2 separate regions of the Oryza sativa genome follow, and region 2 is linked to region 1. A link is a contact called in public HiCAR-type data. All regions are on one chromosome and are shown on one strand. Each heading gives the region's core, a stretch centred on a gene start, on an enhancer-like site or on the middle of the called end of the contact. The rest is flanking DNA. Distances are from core to core; before and after follow the strand shown.

Evidence for each region. HiCAR-type assays count read pairs that join an accessible place to other places.
Region 2: a contact with region 1 is called in a HiCAR-type map of leaf, with 2.0 times the contacts expected there. The contact joins the promoter of LOC4345992 here to the promoter of LOC4345982 in region 1. A contact is called at or near these places in 4 of 15 Hi-C or Micro-C datasets (leaf, seedling and an unstated tissue) and 1 of 4 datasets of contacts at active chromatin or transcription factors (leaf).

What each region holds. Positions count from the first base shown.
Region 1 is chr8:25,204,356-25,208,209 of ASM3414082v1, forward strand. LOC4345982 (receptor protein kinase-like protein ZAR1) reads left to right here and starts at 2,232. Exons shown (of 2, transcript XM_015793277.2): 1 at 2,232-3,673; 2 at 3,757-3,854. The coding sequence starts at 2,326.
Region 2 is chr8:25,355,590-25,358,974 of ASM3414082v1, forward strand. LOC4345992 (ETHYLENE INSENSITIVE 3-like 3 protein) reads left to right here and starts at 1,753. Exons shown (of 4, transcript NR_175396.1): 1 at 1,753-1,831; 2 at 2,293-3,385. LOC4345991 (pre-rRNA-processing protein TSR2) reads left to right here. Exons shown (of 4, transcript XM_015793050.3): 4 at 1-300. The coding sequence ends at 61.

The sequences.
Region 1 (3,854 bases), core at 982-3,481:
TTAATCTAGTATATTGCTGAGATGTACATGTTTTATAGAGAGCACCTTACTTTACCATTGCGGGTGCTCTAATCAAAACAAAAAGTAAACTCCACGGGTTTACTTTGCATTTCAACGGTACGGTTCGGGATCTTCCCCGTTGAAATCACCGAGAGCTCACACCTCCGTTCCGTTGTCCCTGAAAGACCGGGCTGTATCATTGACGAGCTTGCAAAACGAGGTTCTCTCTTCTCCGTCTCTGTAGCAACTATAGAGCGAGTTGTTGTCCTTGTCCGTCAAGAGGGACCCTCCCTCTATGGTGCACTGTGCCTTGTGGGCCCCATATAACACATTTCAGGGTGGATAAAAGTGTACTGTAAAAATTTTACTCCACCTTGGTTCAGTCATCAGTACATTACCGATTCTTTTATACTTATTAGATAAAATTTAAATTTTCAACTTTAAATTTAAAGTTAATTTTGGAGTTTAATTATCGTTGTTTACTTTTCAGCGTTTGTTTTTAGATCGTTAAAAACACATATATATATAAAAGTTTTATTTACAAATTATTTTTTATTTGCAAATATGTCGTTTTGCTTTTTCCTCCCAACAGCCAAATGATGGGGCTGTACATACCCCCATCATTCAAAGATTCAAAAGAAGTTTCTGGATATTAGTATATTACTACTGCCCTAATGTTTCAACAAATGACCAAAGTTGGAAGTTTGGATTAAAATTGATACGATATGACAGAAAAGTTTGTGTGTGTATAACGTGTTAATGTGATGAAAAAAACTGAAAATTTGATCTAAACACAGCCAAAACAAATCAAAAACTGGTGTGGGAGGGAGGAGAGGAGACAAAAGGCCCGGCCTCCGTCTTGTGAGGCGAGCCACCCCCGGTGGTGCGCTGCCCCACCCTTCTCTTCTGGCCGCTACCGCTCCGCTGTCGCGTTACCACGCCGCGCTTCCCGATGCACGCCCACCAAACCGTGCAACGCAAACGCATCAGCACAAAACACACGCACACCACTGTCAGCGACCCGGGTTTCGCAACAGCAGCAGCTTCCAAACCTAATTTTAATACACTCCCTAATCCTCGTGGCGTGTCAAAATGCTACTTCCATTATAATATGTTTTTTATTTTAATCAAAATTAAATTGCTTCAAATTTAACTAAGAGCAAGTTTAATAGTGTAGCCAACTATCAGCTCCAATTCATCTATAACCAATCTAATAGCTCATTCATACAGTAGTTACATACTACACTATTAATTCATCCCACTTGTCATACACACACTGTGTTTTAGAGTTCGTGCTACAGCTGACTACAAATCTATAGCCCGCTACCCTTCTCTCTCCTTATTTATCTCTTTAAAATATATTTACAGCTGGCTTATAGCCTACTATTGTACATGCTCTAAATTTATAGATAAATATAACACTACTAGCAATACAGATCTGAAGCGCTCTCTCTCCCCCTTCCTTCCAGGTGCAAATTTCAAAATTTGCAGAAAAGATTACTGTAGTGCTAGTAGTATACGGTGGTGTTTGGATCAGGACTTAACTTTAGTTCATGTATTTAGACACTAATTTAGAGTATTAAATATATACTACTTATAAAACTAATTACATAAATAAAAACTAATTCGCGAGACAATTTTTTTAAACCTAATTAATCCATAATTAGAGAATGTTTACTGTAGCATCACATAAGCTAATTATGGATTAATTAGGCTCAAAATATTCATCTCGTGAATTAGTCCAAGATTATGGATGGGTTTTATTAATAGTCTACGTTTAATATTTATAATTAGTGTCCAAACATCCGATGTGATAGGGACTTTAAGTCCGTCTATACAGGGCCGGCATGTGCGTTTCTGCATTTGAACCGGGGGAGTGCTGGCTGACACGATGGGCCCACCGCACAGTGTCTGACTCACTCGCGGCAGCTAATCGGTTGATTAATCATGGGGATCAACTATTAACCCTTGAGATTTCCCACATGCAAACACGCTTAATTACTTTAGCAAAAGTCGCACCCCCCCCTCTTCGAATCCACCAGTCCACCTCATCTCCAGCGCTATTCCTCGTGCGCCACAGCATTCAAATCCCCATACCCAAAATACCCCTCACAGCTCCCAGGAATCACCACGGAGTCCACATGTGCCAACTACCCCTCCGTGGGTATTTCCGTCATTTCGCGCCTAAATCTCACTCCCCTAAACCCAGCTCACTCCCTACTCTGCCTCTCGTTGTTGTCTTCTTCTTCTTGCCTTCTCCGCAGCCATGGCAGTGGCAGGGTTGTAAATTGGTAGCTTCGGAAGCGAGCGGCCACTTCCGTCGCAATGGCGGCAGCTGCGCGGGCGGCGGCGGTGGCGGTGGTGGTGGTGGTGGTGGTGCTCGGCGTGGAGGTGGCGGCTGCGCTGAACACGGACGGGCTGGCGCTTCTTGCGCTCAAGTTCGCGGTGTCGGAGGATCCCAATGGCGCGCTCTCGACGTGGAGGGACGCCGACAACGACCCCTGCGGCTGGTCGGGCGTCACCTGCGTCGACGGCGGTGGCGGCAGGGTCGCCGGCGTGGAGCTCGCCAACTTCTCGCTCGCGGGCTACCTCCCATCCGAGCTGTCGCTGCTGTCCGAGCTGGTGACGCTGTCCCTGCCCTACAACCAGCTCGCCGGCCAGATCCCGGTCGCCATCACGGCGCTGCAGAAGCTCGCGGCGCTCGACCTCGCCCACAACCTCCTCTCTGGCCAGGTTCCGGCGGGGATTGGGCGGCTCGTGTCGCTGTCCCGCCTCGATTTGTCCTCCAACCAGCTCAACGGCTCGCTGCCGCCGGCGATCGCCGGGCTTCCTCGTCTCTCTGGGGTTCTCAACCTGAGCTACAACCATTTCACCGGCGGGATCCCGCCGGAGTTCGGCGGCATTCCGGTGGCGGTGAGCCTTGACCTCCGCGGGAACGACCTCGCCGGCGAGATCCCGCAGGTGGGGTCCCTCGTCAACCAGGGCCCGACCGCCTTCGACGACAACCCGAGGCTCTGCGGGTTTCCGCTCAAGGTGGAGTGCGCCGGTGAGAAGGAAGATCCAAGAATCCCCGAGGCGAATGGTGGCATGAACCCCGGCGCGGCGGCGGCGGTCGGGAGGCCACCGAGGCGCCGGTCGTCGCCGACGGTGCCCGTTCTTGCTGCCATTGTGGTGGTTGCCATCGTCGCCGGGGTGATCCTGCAGTGGCAGTGCCGGCGGCGGTGCGCGGCGGCGACGGCGAGGGACGAGGAGAAGGAGTCGGCGAAGGATAAGAGCGGGGCGGTGACGCTGGCCGGCAGCGAGGAGCGGCGCAGCGGCGGGGAGGAAGGGGAGGTGTTCGTGGCGGTGGACGACGGGTTCGGGATGGAGCTGGAGGAGCTGCTCCGCGCGTCCGCGTTCGTCGTCGGGAAGAGCCGCGGCGGCATCGTGTACCGCGTCGTCCCGGGCCACGGCCCCGCCGTCGCCGTCCGCCGCCTCAGCGAGCCCGACGACGGCGACGGCGGCTCCGACTCCGGGTGGCGCCGGCGCCGCGCGTTCGAGACCGAGGCCGCCGCCATCGGCCGCGCGCGCCACCCCAACGTCGCGCGCCTCCGCGCCTACTACTACGCGCCCGACGAGAAGCTTCTCATCTACGACTACCTCTCCAATGGCTCCCTCCACTCCGCTCTCCACGGTGACGCCACGAATCTGTTCTTGCCGATTCCTTCTTCTACTCCACTTGATCCGCAGCTAACGCGGTGTTTGTTTGTGTTTCAGGTGGCCCGACGGCGTCGCCGACGCCATTGCCGTGGTCGATGAGGCTGTCCATCGTGCAGGGCGCGGCGAGGGGGCTGGCATACCTGCACGAGTGCAGC
Region 2 (3,385 bases), core at 503-3,002, 150 kb after region 1:
TGTTCCTGACGCTGATGGTTGGACTACAGTGCCACCTAGGCGTGGTCGGGGCAAGAATTGAAAGTACAGAAGCAAAAACCTTGGCAAAGACTTTGCACTTGCAAAGACAGTTTGCCAGGAGGTTCTCAGTGTCAAGTTTTGTTCTAGTTTTTTTTCGAGGGATGATTATGTTGTAGTATCCTTTACTTGAACTGAGCTGTAATCGTGTGACTGATCTATAATTCTACATTCAGGAAACTGTCTTATCTGTGTAATGTCAAGTGCCAGAAGACGAGCAAAAGAATATATCAGTTCCCAGTACTCCATCTGTCAAAAAAAAAACACGAATCAGATTCATTGTAGGATTTGATTTTTTTTTTAAGACCGGAGGAAGTATGTGGCTATCGTACCTTAAGAGCATGTCCGACATATACCTAAAAATCTCTCTCAAATTCTGTTTTTGGAATTCCTAATTTGATTTTAAGGTGTAAATAAATTTTTATTTCCAACATATATAATTCCTAATAATAAAAAGTGGACTTACCCCTAACTACCAACTGATACAGCGGGATCGTACGGAAATATGGAGCGAGAGTGTCTCCTGACTAGGAGGAGAAGGGGATCGTACGGAAATATGAGCGAGTGTCTCCCGACTTGTGGATAGGAGGAGAAGAGGAATCCAATTTTTTGGATACATCTCTAGGAGAACTATTGGAGCAAGTTTTTCATTCACTCTAAAATAAACTTCAATTCTAGAATTGGGTTCTATTTAGGGATACTGTTGGTCAAATATAAACTATTGTGGTAATCGTCTATATGGGCCTCTGGTTTGTTGTTGAGGAGTGGACCTGTGGGCCGTAACCTCACGCCATCGGACACTAAACCTTTGTATGGGCCCTGTCTTGTGGACAACTGGAGCCATGGCTGTGTACCACTGAGGAGGATACATCGAACCTAGACGCTTCCTCGCCTGCTTATGTGTTCTGGAGCGACCAGGTTCAATGAACCTTCTCTAAATCCACTATATATAGAAACTTGGATGGAATCAAGTTTATCGGATTGGTCATATATCCTAATAAATGTAATCTTATCTTTTTCACAATAAAAAGCTAAAAACAAGGATTACCTATTTTGTTGTCATGTAAGAGGCGACAAAAACATTCTCAACCTTTTTTTCATTTAGTTAGTACAAAGAAAAAAAAGAAATCAATACCTCAATAAATTAACTTAACAGAAATACAATACATGTACGCCATACAACTCTACACTCATCCTAAGCGTTTCGTACACATATCGAAAGAAGTCAAGTATCGTGCTCATTTAATTGCTAAGATACACGTTTGCTAGTGCATCACTCGTGAAGTCGACAACAAAAACAAGAGGTCGATATCTCTTACTTTTAAATGACAATGATGCAGTGCTAATTCAACAGACAATTTCACCACTCTCCGGCATAAAAACATATTAATTTCTAACCTTCAGAATTTGTTAAAAATATAACACTCCACCTATTATCTCGTATCAACAAAATCATAACATCTTTTATTTGTTCTGAGTTCTACTAACACACTACGCAGGGCTGCAAGTGTTAGATAGCAAGACAAACAAACACAAGGAGTGCACAGCATCTGTAAAAAAAAAAGGAAAAAAAAAAAGGCAAAACACTCGAAACAAAAACAAAAGCACAAAAAAAAAAACCAGCCTCTTGCGTGACGTCATCCCACCGCGGCTGCTTTCCATTTCCGCCACAGCGACTCTCTCCATTTCTTCCTCTTTTTGCCTTGCAAACCCAGACATTCTCATCTGATTACTCCGCGGCGGCGGCGGCGGCGGGAGCGGCATCTCCGACGAGGTATGTGTGTTTCAATGCCGCCGCCAATCCATTTCGGCTGTTCTGAGGGTGGGGGTTTGTGGTCGAGGGATAGGTGGCGCCGTTTTTTTTCCTCGCTGCGCATGATTTTTTAGGGTTTGATTGGTTCGAGATCAGTCTCCGTTACCTGTATCCCCCGCAGGGTTGCGGCCTTTTGCAAGCGAGGTTGTGCGGAAACGTGTCGTCGTGAGAGGTGCAGTTTTGATTCAAGGGGCATATCATTTTCTGTTTGGGAATTTAGGTCGTGAGTTGTGATGGATGATGATATGTGTGGATTGATCTGGCGTCTGTTCTTGATGGTTTAGATGATACAGAGTTAGCAGATTAAAGCCAGGGAAATTTTTAGATGGGTTTTTGACATTTCCATGTATGATTTTGCAATTCTAATCTATTACTCTTATTTTTGTTAGTATTGCGTCTGACCACATGCATAAATTGGGCAGATTCCTCTCTTGATGGTATCGTTGAACAAGCCAACTAAGCACAAGGAGTTGTCTCGGGTGATGAGATAATTTGGTTAAGGAAGGTAGGAAGCAGTAAATTCAATGGGCAATCCTTCTATTCTCACGGAGGATTTAGGCGATACGTCTGACTTTGAGGTTGATGGCGTCGAGAACCTCACGGAGAATGATGTCAGTGATGAGGAGATTGATGCCGAGGAGCTGGCCCGACGGATGTGGAAAGACAAGATCAAGCTGAAGAGGATCAAGGAGAGGCAGCAGAAGCTTGCTCTGCAGCAGGCAGCACTAGAGGAGTCCAAAACAAAGAAGATGTCTGAGCAGGCTCTCCGCAAGAAGACGGCGAGAGTCCAGGATGGGATCTTGAGGTACATGCTCAAGCTGATGGAGGTGTGCAATGCTCGTGGGTTTGTTTATGGGATCATTCCTCATAAAGGGAAGCCTGTCAGTGGTGCATCGGATAACATTAGAGCTTGGTGGAAGGAGAAGGTTCGGTTCGATGTGAATGGGCCGGTTGCCATTGCAAAGTATGAGGTTAAGAACTCAATGCTGGTTGATGCTAAGCGCAGAGGGGTCTTGAACCAGCATAGCTTGATGGATCTCCAGGATGCTACCCTGGGATCATTGCTCTCATCGTTGATGCAGCATTGCAGCCCGCAGCAGCGCAAGTACCCACTGGATAAGGGTGTCCCTCCCCCATGGTGGCCATCAGGAAATGAGGATTGGTGGATTTCTTTAGGCCTTCCAATGGGAATATCACCACCATACAGAAAACCGCATGATCTTAAGAAGGTTTGGAAGGTTGGCGTGCTGACGGGTGTGATCAAACACATGGCCCCAAACTTTGATAAGATCAGGAATTGTGTAAGGAAATCGAAGTGCTTGCAAGACAAAATGACTGCTAAAGAGAGCTTGATTTGGCTGGGAGTTCTTCGAAGAGAGGAAATATATTTTCGCAGTTCTGACAATGTTGGATCACAGATTACACACCGTAGTTCTCGTGAGGGAAAAAGTGATGATATATATAGCAGCAGTGATGAGTATGATGTCGACCATTTGGAGGAACCTCCTCGCTCTT